Linked DNA regions of Hordeum vulgare: region 2 is linked to region 1. A link is a contact called in public Hi-C data. All regions are on one chromosome and are shown on one strand. The core of a region is the stretch at or near the end of the contact, and the rest is flanking DNA. Distances in the headings are between cores, read along the strand shown.

Region 1 (7,701 bases), core at 3,613-6,112:
TAGCACGCTGCCTCCTCCTCCTCCATGACCAGACCCTAACCAAAGCCCGACCGCGCGCTGCATCCTCCTCCTCCATGACGATTTGGTATTAATGAGTTATGTATGATGGTAACCAAAAAAATTCGGAGTCCCGGATGAGATCCCGGACGTCACGAGGAGCTCTGGAATGGTCTAGAGGTAAAGATTGATATATGAAAAGTTGGTATTCGAGATTCATAGAAGTTTCGAAACATACCCATATTGTGACGGGACTGCCGGATGTGTTCCCGGGTCCACCGGGAGGGCCCCATGGGCTGTGAGAGGGGTGCACCAGCCCCTGGTGGGCTGGCTGCCCCTCACTCCTAGGCTCATGCGATAGGAGGTGGAGGGCTAAACCCACAAGGGATTGGCCACCCTTGCCTTGGGTGGCAAGGCACCCTCTAGGGCCGCCGCCCTAGGCCGACCGACCACCTCCTCTTCTCCTATATATATGTGAGGGGAGGGAGGGTTGCAACAACACAAGCCACGACACAGCCTCTCCCTCTCCCTCTAGATCAGTTTATCCTCTAGAATGTTTCGGTAGTGCTTGGCAAAGCCTTGTCGGGACAGCTCCACCACCACCACCGTCACGCCGTCACGCTGCCAAGGAACTCATCTACCACTCCGCCCTCGCTTGTTGGATCAAGGAGGCGGAGACGTCATTGAACTGTACGTGTGCTGAACGCGGAGGTGCCATCCGTCCGGCACTTGATTGGGAGTTTGCGGGACGGGTCGTGATAGGATCGCAAAGACGTTCGACTACATCAATCGCGTTTCTTAACGCTTCCGCTAAGCGATCTACAAGGGCATGTTGATACAATCTCTCTCCTCATAGATGTGCATCTTCTAGATTGATCTTGGTGAGCGTAGGAAATTTTTTGTTTCCCATGCAACGTTCCCCAACACTCGTATGGTCACTGAGTAGATGATAAACTGATAAATCGTATGATTAATTGATTAAATGACCGATTAACTTGACGATTAACCTATTATTTCCCTACTTGCCAGCCAACCGAGCCGGTAGCACTTAACGATTTCCTTAACAATGCCAAAAAGGTGTGCTTTCTAATGATGCAATAATTTGTATCTTTTGTAATGCTTAAAAATAAAGACAATTGTATCTTTTGTAATGCACAACATGGGGTCTCACTTCAAACCCAAAGTGTTTTGAAACAATTTGACTTTATTAAGAAAATTAGGTAGCGACCACTTAGAAAAGCAATTCAAACCATTTTAGATAAAAAATAAGAATGATTTTTCTTTGAAAATTTTATACTTAAACATGCATAAAAATTTGTATCTTAATCGGGAAGCAAAGAGGCATAATTATTGATTTACACCTAATATACTCTAGGGATTCCCAAAACTTTATGGCGTGTTTCCATGAAAACACTTAATTAATGTTGTGGAAACCGGAGTGGGGACACGCCGATGGTGGCACGCATCATACGTGATTGCCGAACATTTGCATGTATCTTTGTTTGGCTTCGCCCACGCACAATCATATCGAATGGATTAGTGATACAAAAGTAGAGCCATGGTTTCACATGTGTTGTCCGGATCATATTTGTGATGATTACCGCGGAAGCCTCGAGAATGTTTTAGTACTACTCAAGCACCATGCCACTCAGTTTAGTCTCCTTTTATTTTTAATGTTTTAATCTTTTCCTTTGTAGTTTAGTAAACGCTCCATTCTTATTCATTTTCCTAGCAACCGGCTAAAGTAGACTTTTTTCATACTCTGGTTTGGGTGTAAGGCAATGCGATAAACCATTTGAAAAAATAATAATAATAGAGATGCTCGAAAGGCCATGTAGTGAGTGCATCGCTTTCGACTTGGCTTTCTGGACTGTCTTTGTTAAAAAAAAGTTCTGTCACGATTGTCAATGCAATCCTCTCTTATCAAGTGACCTAGTACAAAAGCAACCATGTTTAGTTTAGTTTTTCTATGATAAAGCAACCATATTTAGTAAGTCATCGATCTCACCTGGGCCAACTTTCTATCAACCCTTCCTTTTAACAAACTTTCTTTGCGCAAGAAAGTACCCTTTTGTGCTCGAACTCAAATGCACCATCATGAGCAGTAAAATCAAAAAAAAAATTAAAAAAATCTGAATTATTTTGTTAATGAACTTTTGACAAATGTTCTAAGTGTTTGCAAATTTTCATTATGAGATCACATTCGTGTAAGACATGACAAAAGAAACAAAGTGAGAGTTTTAAAATGCTTTCGAAAGTAGCATTTTCATAGTGTCATTTTTGTTTTTTTGTGCGATTTGAGGCGCGTTGGGCTGGTCCATTACCATGCACGTATGGGCTGGCCACCGAGGCACGCTTTAGTTAGTGTGCATACTGAGCGAAAATGAGCTGGCCTTTGGACCTTCCACACACATAAATTTCTTGCCTAGTTTTCTATCGAATTTTTTGTCTCTTCGGTTTTTCAGACTTTGGGACTTGTTTTTTATGTTTTTCTTTTACTTTCCTATTTCTATATCAATTCAAGTTCATGGAAAAATTTCAAAAAATTGAACATTTTCTCAAAATCATGAATATTCTTAAATGTTTTTGAATTTTATTCAAATTTGAACATTATTTGAATTCATAAAAAAACGAATTTTATGAACATCTACAAAATCCTGAACTTTTTTCGATTTCATGAATTGTTTTTGAATTTTCTGAATATCTTCCACATAAACCGAGGGCATGTAGCGCTCCCGCGCTGGACCGGTCCAATAATGTTTTCTTTTTTCTGTATTTAATCGTGATTCGAACTAGGGTTCCTGCCACACCTAGTACCACAGGAAGTTGCTCAAACAAACTAGTACCACAGGTGTAACCGCCACGCAAGAACGAGGGATCCGGTAAGATTGAACTTTTTTTCTTCTTTTCCTTTTTTTTGTTTTCCATATTTTCTTTTTGTTTTTATTATTTTCTTATTCCTGGTTGGATGAATATTTGAACAAATGAGAACTTTTTTGTAAATCAATGACTTTTAAAAAAAATATTGAACTATATTTTAAAATAGATGAAGAAAATTCAGATTTGTGGTTCTGTTTTCTAATTTGATGAACTTTTTTCAAATCGATGAATTTTTCCGAAATCAATGATTTTTCAAATTTTGATGAGCTTATTTTAAAATTTGGTGAACTTCTTTTAAGTTCATGAATTTTTGTTCAAAATCGATGATTTTTTTTAATTTGTAATATTTTTTGTTTTTTGCAAAGTTTTTGTTTTTTATATTAATCAACGTGAACAAAGTTGGATATATGTTAGGAAAGTCTTTGATGGTTCACATCTTGATCACGCTGAGGGTCACAGCTTCGATAGTTCTTCCTTCGTCAGTTGACGGGTCATTAGCCTGGCTCGTGGATGACAGGTCGTACATGTTGAATTCCCTTGTCTAGGACACCATCAGTAGTCCCTGGCCTGTTCACAACGTGGTTAAATTTGCTTCTAGTTTAGATGACGATCGCCACTTATGGATGCAGTGGCGGAGCTTGAGCTAAAAATGTGGGGGGCATGGGCTTGAGGGGGGGGGAGCAAACCTCATTATTTGTAACTGATTTGAAATTAAAAATAAACATACTACAAATAAATGTAGGGTTAATTGTTTTTGAGCTGGGGGGCCATGGCCCAGGTTGGCCCCCACCAAGCTCCGCCACCGTGTGGATGGATCTTCCTCATGACCCTTTTGTTATTCCTGTAAACCGTACTTCTTATGAATAAAAGTTGGTTTAACCGTAAAAAATCATTAGCCCTTAACTGGTTTTCAAAGCCGAGGACTGAAACTTCCTCCTCGGAATCGATCTCTGCACGCCAAAATCGACAACTTCGAGCCTTCACCCATAGAACATGCTCATTTTGTTGCCTATTATTAGGAAATAATCATATCTGGCCCCTCTTTTAGTACAAACCTTAACATATATCCAACTTTGTTCACATTTATTAATTAAAGAAACAAAAAAATGCAAAAAAATATATTACAGATTAAAATATGTTCATTGATTTTGAACAAAATTTCATGACTTAAAAAAAATTCCCTGAAGTTTAAAATAAGCTCATCAAAATTTAGTTCATCGGTTTGAAAAAATTTCATCGAATTAGAAAACAAAATCACAAATCTGATTTTTCTACATCTATTTTAAAAAATAGTTCAACAAATTTTAAAATATGTTCAGTGATTTAACAAAAAGTTCACATTTCTTCAAACTATTCATCCAACCAGGAATAAGAAAAAAAGAAAAAGAAAACGGAAAAGGAAAAATAGAAAAAAAATAAAGGAAAAGGAGAAAAAAAAACAGTTCAACCTTATAAGATTTCCTCGTTCTTGCATGGTGGTTACACCTGTGGTACTAGGTTTTTTTTAGCAACTTCCCGTGGTACTAGGTGTGGGAGGACCCCTGGTTCGAATCACGATTAAATACAGAAAAAAGAAAACACTATTGGACCGGTCCAGCGCAGGAGCCCTACATGCCCTCGGTTTATTTGGAAAATATTCAGAAAATTCAAAATAATATATATGAAATTCAAAAAAGTCCAGAACTTTGTAAATGTTCGTGAAATTTGTTTTTTAATTTAAATAATGTTCAAATTTAAATAATATTCAGAAACATTTAAGAATATTCATGAGTTTGACAAAACGTTCATTTTTTAAAATTTTCAATAAACTTGAATTGAAATTGAAATAGAAAAGGAAAAGAAAAACAGAAAAACAAAACCCAAAATCTGAATAACCAAAGAAACAAAAAAATTGATAAAAACTAGGGAAGAATTTTATGTCTGTGGAAGGTCCAAAGGCAGCTCATTTCCCCTCAATATGCACACTAACTCAAGCGTACCTCGGTGGCCAGCCCATACGTGTGTGGTAATGGACCAGCCCAACGCACCTCACGATCGTACAAAAAACAAAAATAATACTCTGAAAATGCTATTTTCAAAAGTATATTAAAACTCTAATTCTTTTTGCCATGCCTTACACAAATGTGACGTCATCATAAAAATCCGCAATCACTTATAACATTTTTCATAGTTCATCACAAAAAACATTCAGATTTTTTTGAAATGTTATGACTTTTTTTATTTTACTGTTTATGTGGGTGCATTTGAGCTCGATCTCAAAACGATACTTTCTTACGCAAGTGAAGTTTGTTAAAAGTAAGGGTGATAGAAAGTTGGCCCATGTAAGATTGATGACTTACTAAATATGGTTGCTTTATCGAAGAAGAAAAAAAACTAAATATGGTTGCTTTTGTACTGCGTCACTTGGTAAGAGAGGACTGCATTGACAATCGTGACCGATTTTTTCTTTTGTAACAAAGACAGTCCAGAAAGCCAAGTTGAAAGCGATGCACTCACCACATGACCTTTCGAGCATCTCTATTGTTCTTTTTCAAACGATTTTTTATCGCAATGCCTTATACACCCAAACCAGAGTATGAAAAAAGTCTACTTTAGGCCCTGTTTGGAAACACAATAGATTATGATAATCTGGATTATGAAGATCGATTATATAATCTGATTTATGAAAATAATATAGGTAGGCATGTTTGGATGCCAGATTATATAAACTGTAATCCAGATTTTACATTGCATAATGACCTGTCGGCCCTTAAATTTTTTTTTTAAAAAGGAGGGTGACGGTGGTAGAAATGTAATTATCTCCAACTTTACAAGGGTAATGGGTCATTAGCAATCCATAATCTAATTTTAGTTGGGCTAGAGTAGATTGTGAGTTTTTAATAATCTGTCCATCTAGTTTTTATAATCTACATCATAATCTGTCATGTTTAAAGACAGAATAGATTATAAAACTAGATTATATAATGTGAGTGGTTTCAAACAGGGCCTTAGTCGGTTGCTAGAAGAAGAAATAAAAATGGAGTGTTTATAAAGTCTCCTTTAGTCACTTGCTAGAAAAACAAATAAAAATGGAGTGTTTACTAGTAGTTGGTGTGTTTATTTCTAATTCACAAATCGTAACCGACCATATCCGTAGCGTAGGTACCTCGGTGCATATATAAACTGAGCGTTGTATCATATTAAATCAATATAAACGAAGTAGAGCTTACAGTTTTACCTCTTCGAGAGGGATCGAACCTGGGTAAAACATTGTTTTCCTTGTCTCATGTTACCATTGTTTCTAGATCCACACTTCGTGATCCCTTACCCGAGATCCACCAGTTTTAGCACTGACACTCGCTCGTGCACGTTCCCACCCATGGCCACTTGGCCGCATTCATGCTGCTGTAGAGCTACAGCTACACATTGGCATCAACCCAGAGTGGACACGACCTCTCACTTCCGGCATTAAAGCGGTGCACCGGCCTAGAGAGCATCACCTGATGCACACCCATCTGAACATGCATCATCGTTGCATTCAATCAGACACAATCTGCCTTCTTTCCTTCATTAAACCCGCGCGTGTGTTGAGGAACCTACTCCGGCAACACGTTTGTTTGCTAGTTGGCCAATATTAAGCACAATGTCGGTTGGCTGCAGGCAGCCGCCCGCTATTTAAACAATGCCAGACATCAGGCAAAAAATTGCACCACACTCCTCGTCTCATCCTTGCATCATTTTCTCTACACTCTCCATGGCATTCGACAAGTAGGAAGAGGAGTTCTCGAGCATTAAAGCCAGTTGGATGGCTCGTCGAGCTCACCGGATACGAGCTAGACATCTGTCTCGTCCACCTCCCTTGCTGCTCCAGACCAGCTTGGGGAGGAAGCCACTCCAAGCCGGCGCGTGGTTCAACAACTTGTCGTTCTAAGGCATCTCGTCATGGGGTGACGAGTTGCTCCAGGCCGGCATGTGGGGGAGCACGGTGGCACATGCATCTTTGCTACCGTGGACGAGACCATGTCATACCGTTGGTCCCGTGCCTACGACCGCACCATCCGCAGACAACGTTGGCGGAACTGGGCCCTACCGACAAAGAAATAAGTTGACTTCATGGAAATCGACGACGTAACGGCCAACACATCCTCGCCCGCCACCATTAATGAGGAAAAGTAAAACATGGGAGGCCGACGCCGCTTGGGCCCTAGGAAGGACACTGTCGCGGTTGCGCCAACATGCACAACCAGTGACTTGCCCGCTCTTGCAGGACACCATCGTCCCCCCGCCCAATGCTCTGGTGCCACTCAGATGAGTTATGGTGCCAAACAAGGTGGAGTTGTCCTTTGCGCTGAAGTATATACCACTGGGCCTCACGACACTCCGATGAGCGGGCTTCCGTACGTGGAGAAGACAAGAAAGACATGTCGCGGCTAGCCATAGACTAATGAAGGGTATACGTTGTTAAGCTTCATGCACTAGCCAACGCAACCAAAAGTCTGAACTGATGAAAAGGGCTAGGCAATCCACATAAACATTTCAACACCCCCTCTCACGTGTGACGCGAAAGTCAACACGTGTAGAGACTCAGAGGCATGGCTCAAGAGGCCTATGCGTGGACAAAGGGGGGCAGCATCAATTTTTAGATAAACTGCGAAAACCAAGACTTGAACTCAAGACTATGGACTCTGATACCATGTTAAGCTTCATGCACTAGCCAACGCGACAAAAAGTACGAATTAATGAAAAGGGCTAGGCAATGCACATATACACTTCAACATACATGTCATCGACGTGGATATCTACCCGGTACGGGACGTCAATTAGTTTCACCTTAGTCCGGTGTAG
Region 2 (7,701 bases), core at 1,928-4,427, 47 kb before region 1:
CCACGTTGGACACTGCTAAGGATTCAACAAGTTTGGGGCGACTAATATCTTCGAAAGTTCCATGACCAAGCCGCCCACCAAGTTCTTCACCCCAAGTGAATACTTCTCCCTGTCTGGTAGTAAGAGCAATGTGCCTCGAACCACATGATATCTGCTGTACGTCCAAGACAACATCCGATTCAAGAGGTTTAGGAATCAAAAAATCTGTTTTGGAGCACAAAAAGTTTGAGGATCCTTCTGGGGGGAGCACATCAGTCCACACCTCACCCCATACATAAACATCACCAAGGGATTCTATATCATCTGGTCCAGAACCTTGACTGGAAGAACTAGGGACGCTGCTGGAAATACTAATCCGACTACTGTCTCCTGTACTTACTCTTAGCATATTTGCACGATTTGTTCTAACATCTGCTCTTGAAGAATTCAATGAATTGGCTGCACCATAGCCAGCTGAGTAATAAGTGCGGTTAATACTTGAGGCAATATCTAGTCTTGCATCATACACATCTTGATACTGGGACACTTCCTGAAAATGGGAGACGCGTGTTAAGCAAGAACATTCTGCAATTTATGATCAGGTCTAAGCCACTCTCCAACCTTCGGCTGATACAAGGAGCGGTAAGATGGATACATAGCAGGGGGTCAGATGCTAACTAATCCACACAGCAAATAAGAATTAAATGGCGCCCCCAAGCATTGCTTTGTTAGCACCAAACTGTCGTAAATCACATCAGTACTCAAGTATAAACTCTTCTAGTTTAACAGTTATAATCTTGTATGCTTAAATAAGATAAGTAACATGGTTTACATGCACCATTATTGGACAGCTTAGGGAAGCTCAAGCACCTCACAAGTCACTAGTAGCTTCTAAAAATTATGGCTTCTAAAGGAAGCAAGCCTTTGCCAAAGGGCCTAACTAACGCATGGATGATATCTGAATGCTGTCCCAGTTACTTTATAGAGGAATGCTTATAATATTTGTGTTGACTGTAAATAATGAATTAAATTGTTTAGGAAAACTAACAACTTACATCAGAAAATGATATTCTATCACTTTGGCAATCTGTCGAAAAATTTATGCGGCATGAAGTAATCAGTGTCTCAAGTGTTGAAAACCACACTTCAACTTCTGCTTGATCCTTGCAAACCTGTAGATCAGCTAGAATTCCGTGTCATTATTGTGTTCGATAGATCACCGTACGAGGCATATCAAACATGAAGCATTTCACATCAGTTCAAACGAGTATAAAGAATTTATCTTTTACCAGATCAAGGGAACGTTGGCCGTTCTTGTATATCAGTGAAAATGATAGGTAATCCTTCTCAGGGCGTAAGAATCTCCTAAAAACAGCCTGTTAACGAAAGGGCAAATGCATAAGATCCCAATTCCGAATGTCTAATAGAATTAAACCAGAATACTGCATACACTCATCTTAATAAGTTCTTGGATATACAATTTGATCATGTGAATGTAAACCAGCAACGATTAACTAATCAGTGGTAGTTCAACTTACAGTTCTCTGTCCAGGTATGATTTTAGACACGGAAGACAATCTGAGGCACTTTTCCTTGTTGTGTGAATACCAAACTAATGCTGTTTCGTCCTGTAGTGAGAAAATAAAAAGGATTTGTGTTCTCATCCTGTAATAAGAACATGAACATTGGTACCACACAAACGCACACAAAAACTTACACTAGAAAGTCTGAACTCACGAATCTTGGGTTTTCCCTTACGACTATACTTGATAAGCTTGCTGCCTTTCTTTAAAGTAATAAGGGCCTTTCGGACATGTAAAATATATAGTCCAGATTAGCATTGTCGATGTTCAATAAATAAATGTGTGTTCAACCAAACAAAGGCAAATGGTACACAGCACAGTATGTGGAATCTCACGTTATCATCTGGTGTCATCTAAACTGCAACAGGTCACCATTCTATTTTCACCTTTTGATTACTTGTGTCTGCACAGATAAACTCATAATGGGCTACCAGCATCACAACAGGCAGATAAAGAAATGAATGAATGTGATTTTGGTGCCTAAGTGTTCCCTGCATCCCCATTGCGAGTGCAGAGGTGGTTATGAACTTATAATGCACTGTTACAAAACTATTAAAAAATGTTGTTTACACAATATATGTAAACATGCAAATGTCAACATCAAATTCACCTGGTATCGCTAACAAAAAACCCAGTACTTTTTAGTTCACATATGAATAATGCAGGACCGTGTTCCAAAAATCTGCATATTTCTCAAATGGAATGTCCCTTTTCTGGTGCTGTAATGTAAGCCATGGATACTGAAAAATTACAGATTTGCATAATTTTGTGTCCTACATCGACTTGGCAAGGAACTTTACATGATATTTAAATATAAACCACAGCATGTTTGCAATTGGGAAGGTGGTGTGAGTGTGTCCAAGGGACCTTTTGGCCCCACTTCATGATTTGCGAACCATATGATGCTCTAAACATTATAGAAAGCTGATAAAACTTGTTAAAATCCACTATTGTTGTCGAGAACCCAAAGATAGAGGCACACAACCAGGAAGCATTGATATATTTGCCACGGCACCGCTTTTTATCTTTCTATTTTGTTTCCCGGTAACAGCAAGGAATTTGGATATCAAAATTGGTAGGTCCACATGACTATCTATACGACGTCCGTTCTTTTTTCAAAACTCCTGGAACATTTGTATCGTGCAAAAAAAAATGTAAAAGGGGGAGACACTAGCTGGCCTGCACAATCTATGGTTGGGCAGCGCTTTTCATTTCATTGATGGTTCGGCCTGCACAATCCTTAAACGTAAACCATGGCATTTTTTTAGAACTCTTGGAACATTCTATCGCGCACAAAATTTGTAAAAGAAAAAGGGGGGGGACACGAGCTCGCCTGAACAATTTATGGTTCGGCTGCGCATTTCATTGACGCCAGGCACGGGTTCTCCCTTTAATCTACGGAATGTGCGCTAAAACTGTCGAAAATAAACCGCAGCCGCACCTTGGGCAGCGCCAAACAGAGATCGGTCTTGGGCGTTGAAGAGGGAGAATCTGATGGAACAACTGATTAATGCGTTAGGTTGATTAACAGGGTGCCAACCGAGCAGCGAAGGAGGGTTCCTTACCTAACAGATGGAGGAGCCAGTCCGAGCCGCTTACGCGAGGAGGCTTGGGCGGGTAGCTGCGTCCCGTCGCCGGCGGCGAGGTCGGCGATGGTGGGGCATTACGAGGTGCGTGAGGCAGAAAAGGAGGAGAAATCTCCGCGCGGACCAAAGAAATCCAGTCGGTCTGGGCGGGTCTCCGGTCCACCACGCGGCGATCCAGTGGATGGGAGGAGAGAGTGGCTCCCTCGAGGTTGCAGGAGGATGCATGGCGAGGAGCGGAGCGGCGGGTTCGGCGGCGCGGCGCTGGACGCGGGAAACGGGTGGATCCGGCTCGCCGGGACTGCAGGGCCGGAGGGGACGGTGCTGGTTTTTTTTAGTTTTTTCTTCTTTTTGGTCTGACGGAAGTAGGCGTTTGGGTTGCACAAATGTGGTGAAAGATTTCCACTGCCATTGGATTGGCCATGGACCCATGAGATAATTACACGTTATTGTTTTTTAAAGTACAATCGACATCGTTTACCCACAAAAACATACATTCATCCTATGAACGCATCTTATGGATGCATGCGTGTACACCCTACATTTATAAGCACATCGAAAAGACTGAGCAGAAATATCATCTTGAGATTCGTCATAGATGTCTTTGTATGACAAAAAAATGTCTTCTTTCATTAAATGCATATCATCGAAAGGTTTTGAATAAATCTAGAAAAATAAAGTGATTGACAAAAAACTATCATTTTAAGACTTGTCATCTCACTGAAGTATCACTTTTAAAACTGAGCGAAAACTATCAAAATTTCCTAGTTTTATAATAAAAAAAACTATCTTTTTTGGATAATGGCCAGTTTAGACGATTTAAACGTGCTTATGACAGGCGGACCCATCTGTCGGGACTCACGTGGCGTGAGAGTCAGTTCCGTTTACTTTGATCGTTATGACAGGTGGGGCCGGCGCGTCATTCTTCTTCCTCCTCTCTTTATGTTCCTTTGGCATTTTGTCAAACACCTCGTGTGCATTGGAGGAAGCTTTGCTGTCGGTGTAGATAAGGACTTGGCCGTTGTAGTGGTCGTCTAGGCGTATCCGCCGGAGGAGACAATGCTGGTAGCGACGGGGTGGCCCTCGCTGACGAGGTTGGAAGAGATGAAGCTGATACCCGCTGGGCGAGGCGGAGGCGGTGGGTGAAGTCGGCATGGTTGTCGGGGAGGGCTCGAGCTCCCGGCGGACCATGGCACACAGCTCAAGAGTGGAAGCGTTGTCTAGGTCGGGTCGGGCTTGGTGGACACCCGACAGAGGAGGACGACACATAGCTCGGCACTGGGAGCGGGCGCGTCGGGATCGCATTGTGAGGAATAAGCCATGATCGGAGGCGACAGGCGTACGTGTGCCTGATGCGGTCCGACCACGGGCGTGTGTGTGCTCTGGTGCGGTCCGACCACGGGCGCATGAGCGCGTGTGTGCGTGCGTGCGTACAGGTGTGTGTTAGCGCAATAGGCGCGAGGTGACCACGTCCAGGCACGAGACCCAGCCGCGTTGTGTGCGGGCGTGCGCGTCGGGCGCGCGAGCTCCGGAGTGCGGGGTTTAGAGATCGTGGGAGTGGGGTGCGTTAGAGCACGGTGTGGGGTGTCCGTGCACCCGGGATTAAAACCCTCTCCCCCCATGTGTATTGAGATGAGACGATCGAGTGCATGCTCGTGGTGAAAATCAGAAAAGGTCGTTCGTGCGGCAGGGTGTTTGTGCGCCCGCAAAACCTCTGTGTTCGTCTTCCACCCCTTCTTCCTTGTCTCTGGCGATCATCGGACGAGGAAGGTTCCATTTTCGTCCTAACATTTGGTATCAGAGCCAGTTGGAGGGGTGAGCACTGATGACCCACAAGTGTAGGGGATCTATCATAGTCCTTTCGATAAGTAAGAGTGTCGAACCCAACGAGGAGCGGAAGGATCTGACAAGTGGTTTTTAGCAAGGTAATCTCTGAAGCACTGAAATTGTCGGTAACAGATAGTTGTGTGATAAGATGATTCGTAGCAAGTAGCAAGTAACAAGTAACAATAGTAACAAAGGTGCAGCAAAGTGGTCCAATCCCTTTTGTAGCAAGGGACAAGCCTGGACAAACTCTTATAGGAGGTAAGGCTCTCCCGAGGACACATGGGAATTTCTGTCAAGCTAGTTTTCATCATGTTCATATGATTCGCGTTCGCTACTTTGATAGTTTGATATGTGGGTGGACCGGTGCTTGGGTGCTGCCCTTACTTGGACAAACCTCCCACTTATGATTAACCCCTCTCGCAAGCATCCGCAACTATGAAAGAAGAATTAAGACAAAGTCTAACCATAGCATTAAACTAATGGATCCAAATCAGCCCCTTACGAAGCAACGCATAAACTAGGGTTTAAGCTTCTGTCACTCTAGCAACCCATCATCTACTTACTACTTCCCAATGCCTTCCTCTCGGCCCAAATAACGGTGAAGTGTTATGTAGTCGACGTTCACATAACACCACTAGAGGAAAAACAACATACAACACATCAAAATATCGAACGAATACCAAATTCACACGACTACTTATAGCATGACTTATCCCATGTCCTGAGGAACAAAAGTGACTACTCACAAAGCATAATTATGTTCATGACCAGAGAGGTATTGAATAGCATCAAGGATCTGAACATATGATCTTCCACCGAGTAACCCAACTAGCATCAACTACAAATAGTAATTAACACTACTAGCAACCTTACAAGTACCAATTGGAGTCGCGAGACGGAGATTGGTTACAAGAGATGAACTAGGGTTTGGAGATGAGATGGTGCTGATGAAGATGTTTATGGTGACGAGTCCCCTCCGATGAGAGGAGTGTTGGTGATGACGATGGCGACGATTTCCCCCTCCGGGAGGAAAGTTTCCCCGGCAGGACGACCCTGTCGGAGCTCTAGATTGGTTCTGCTCAAGTTCCGCCTCATGGCGGCGGAGAATCCTCCCGAAAGCCTCCTCTTGATTTTTTCTGGAACGAAACCCTCCTTATAGCAAAAGAGGGGAGCCAGAGGGCCAACAGAGAGCCCACAAGCCCCCTAGGCGCGGTTAGGGGGGTAGGCCGTGCCTAGCAGGCTTGTGGCCTCTTGGTTGGTCCCCTCTGGTACTTCTTCCGCCCAGTATTTTTTTATAAATTCCAAAGTAATTCCTCGTTGAATTTCACGGCTTTTGGAGTTGCGCATAATGGGTATCTCAAACTTGCTCCCTTTTCAGGCCAGAATTCCAGCTGCCGGCATTCTCCCTCTTCATGTAAACCCTGCAAAATAAGAGAGAATAGGCATAAGTATTGTACCGTGAAGTGTAATAACAGCCCATAAAGCGATAAATATCAACATAAAAGCATGATGCAAAATGGACGTATCAACTCCCCCAAGCTTAGACTTCGCTTGTCCTCAAGCGGAAATCGAGATCAATAAATATGCCCACATGTTTAGAGAGAGAGGTGTCGACTAAACAAGATATGGACATGCAGGCATCATGATCATAGTTAGAACAGAAATATCAGCATATCATCTCTTATGCTAAAGTGATAATTCCTTCACAAAGTAAAGTATGGATCAAGAATCTTATTGAGAATTAACAACCAATAGCCTTTAGTCATTGAAACAATTGCAATTTATCATAACATCGGAAAGAGCCAAATAAGAGCTTGTAAAGCAAATCCACATAATCAATCATCCTTTCGTTTCCCACAATTGCTACAACTCACGTGGTACTCATGAGATCAAAGTTTCAGTCGGACACAGAGAAAGATAGGGGCTTATAGTTTCGCCTCCCAACTATTTACCTCAAGGGTAATGTCAACAATAATAGTTCATGAATACTTACTTCCAAGTTGACATATGAATATAGATCTTTCCCTAGCATACTGTTGGAAATATGCCCTAGAGGCAATAATAAATTAGTTATTATTATATTTCTTAGTTCATGATAATCGTTTATTATCCATTCTATAATTGTATTGAATGAAGAATTGAATGAAGACTTATATACATGTGTGGATACATAGACAAAACACTGTCCCTAGCAAGCCTCTAGTTGGCTAGCCAGTTGATCAAAGATAGTCAGGGTCTTCTGATTATGAACAAGGTGTTGTTGCTTGATAACTGGATCACGTCATTAGGAGAATCACGTGATGGACTAGACCCAAACTAATAGACGTAGCATGTTGATCGTGTCATTTTGTTGCTACTGTTTTCTGCGTGTCAAGTATTTGTTCCTATGACCATGAGATCATACAACTCACTGACACCGGAGGAATGCTTTATGTGTATTAAACGTCGCAACGTAACTGGGTGACTATAAAGATGCTCTACAGGTATCTCCGAAGGTGTTCGTTGAGTTAGTATGGATCGAGACTGGGATTTGTCACTCCGTGTGACGGAGAGGTATCTCGGGGCCCACTCGGTAATACAACATCACACACAAGCCTTGCAAGCAATGTGACTTAGTGTAAGTTGCGGGATCTTGTATTACGGAACGAGTAAAGAGACTTGCCGGTAAACGAGATTGAAATAGGTATGCCGATACTGACGATCGAATCTCGGGCAAGTAACATACCGAA

The links. A called contact is a pair of places that touch in the nucleus more often than the background predicts.
Region 2: a Hi-C map of leaf shows a contact between it and region 1, with 2.3 times the contacts expected there. The contact joins the promoter of LOC123447901 here to the enhancer-like site in region 1. A contact is called at or near these places in 2 of 6 Hi-C or Micro-C datasets (leaf and seedling).

The regions. Positions count from the first base shown.
Region 1 is chr1H:484,102,837-484,110,537 of MorexV3_pseudomolecules_assembly, reverse strand. No RefSeq gene overlaps it. Among protein-coding and RNA genes, the nearest start is that of LOC123401450, 18 kb to the right of the region's middle. Within about 2 kb of position 4,862, at least 2 of the 3 cell types and tissues checked have open chromatin away from gene starts, as enhancers often do. A contact at or near this core is called in leaf, where this site is marked.
Region 2 is chr1H:484,147,936-484,155,636 of MorexV3_pseudomolecules_assembly, reverse strand. It overlaps LOC123447901 (PH, RCC1 and FYVE domains-containing protein 1-like), which reads right to left and starts at 3,177. Exons shown (of 10, transcript XM_045124619.1): 1 at 3,128-3,177; 2 at 1,898-3,053; 3 at 1,697-1,783; 4 at 1,518-1,607; 5 at 1,269-1,355; 6 at 1,035-1,151; 7 at 1-529. The coding sequence starts at 1,915.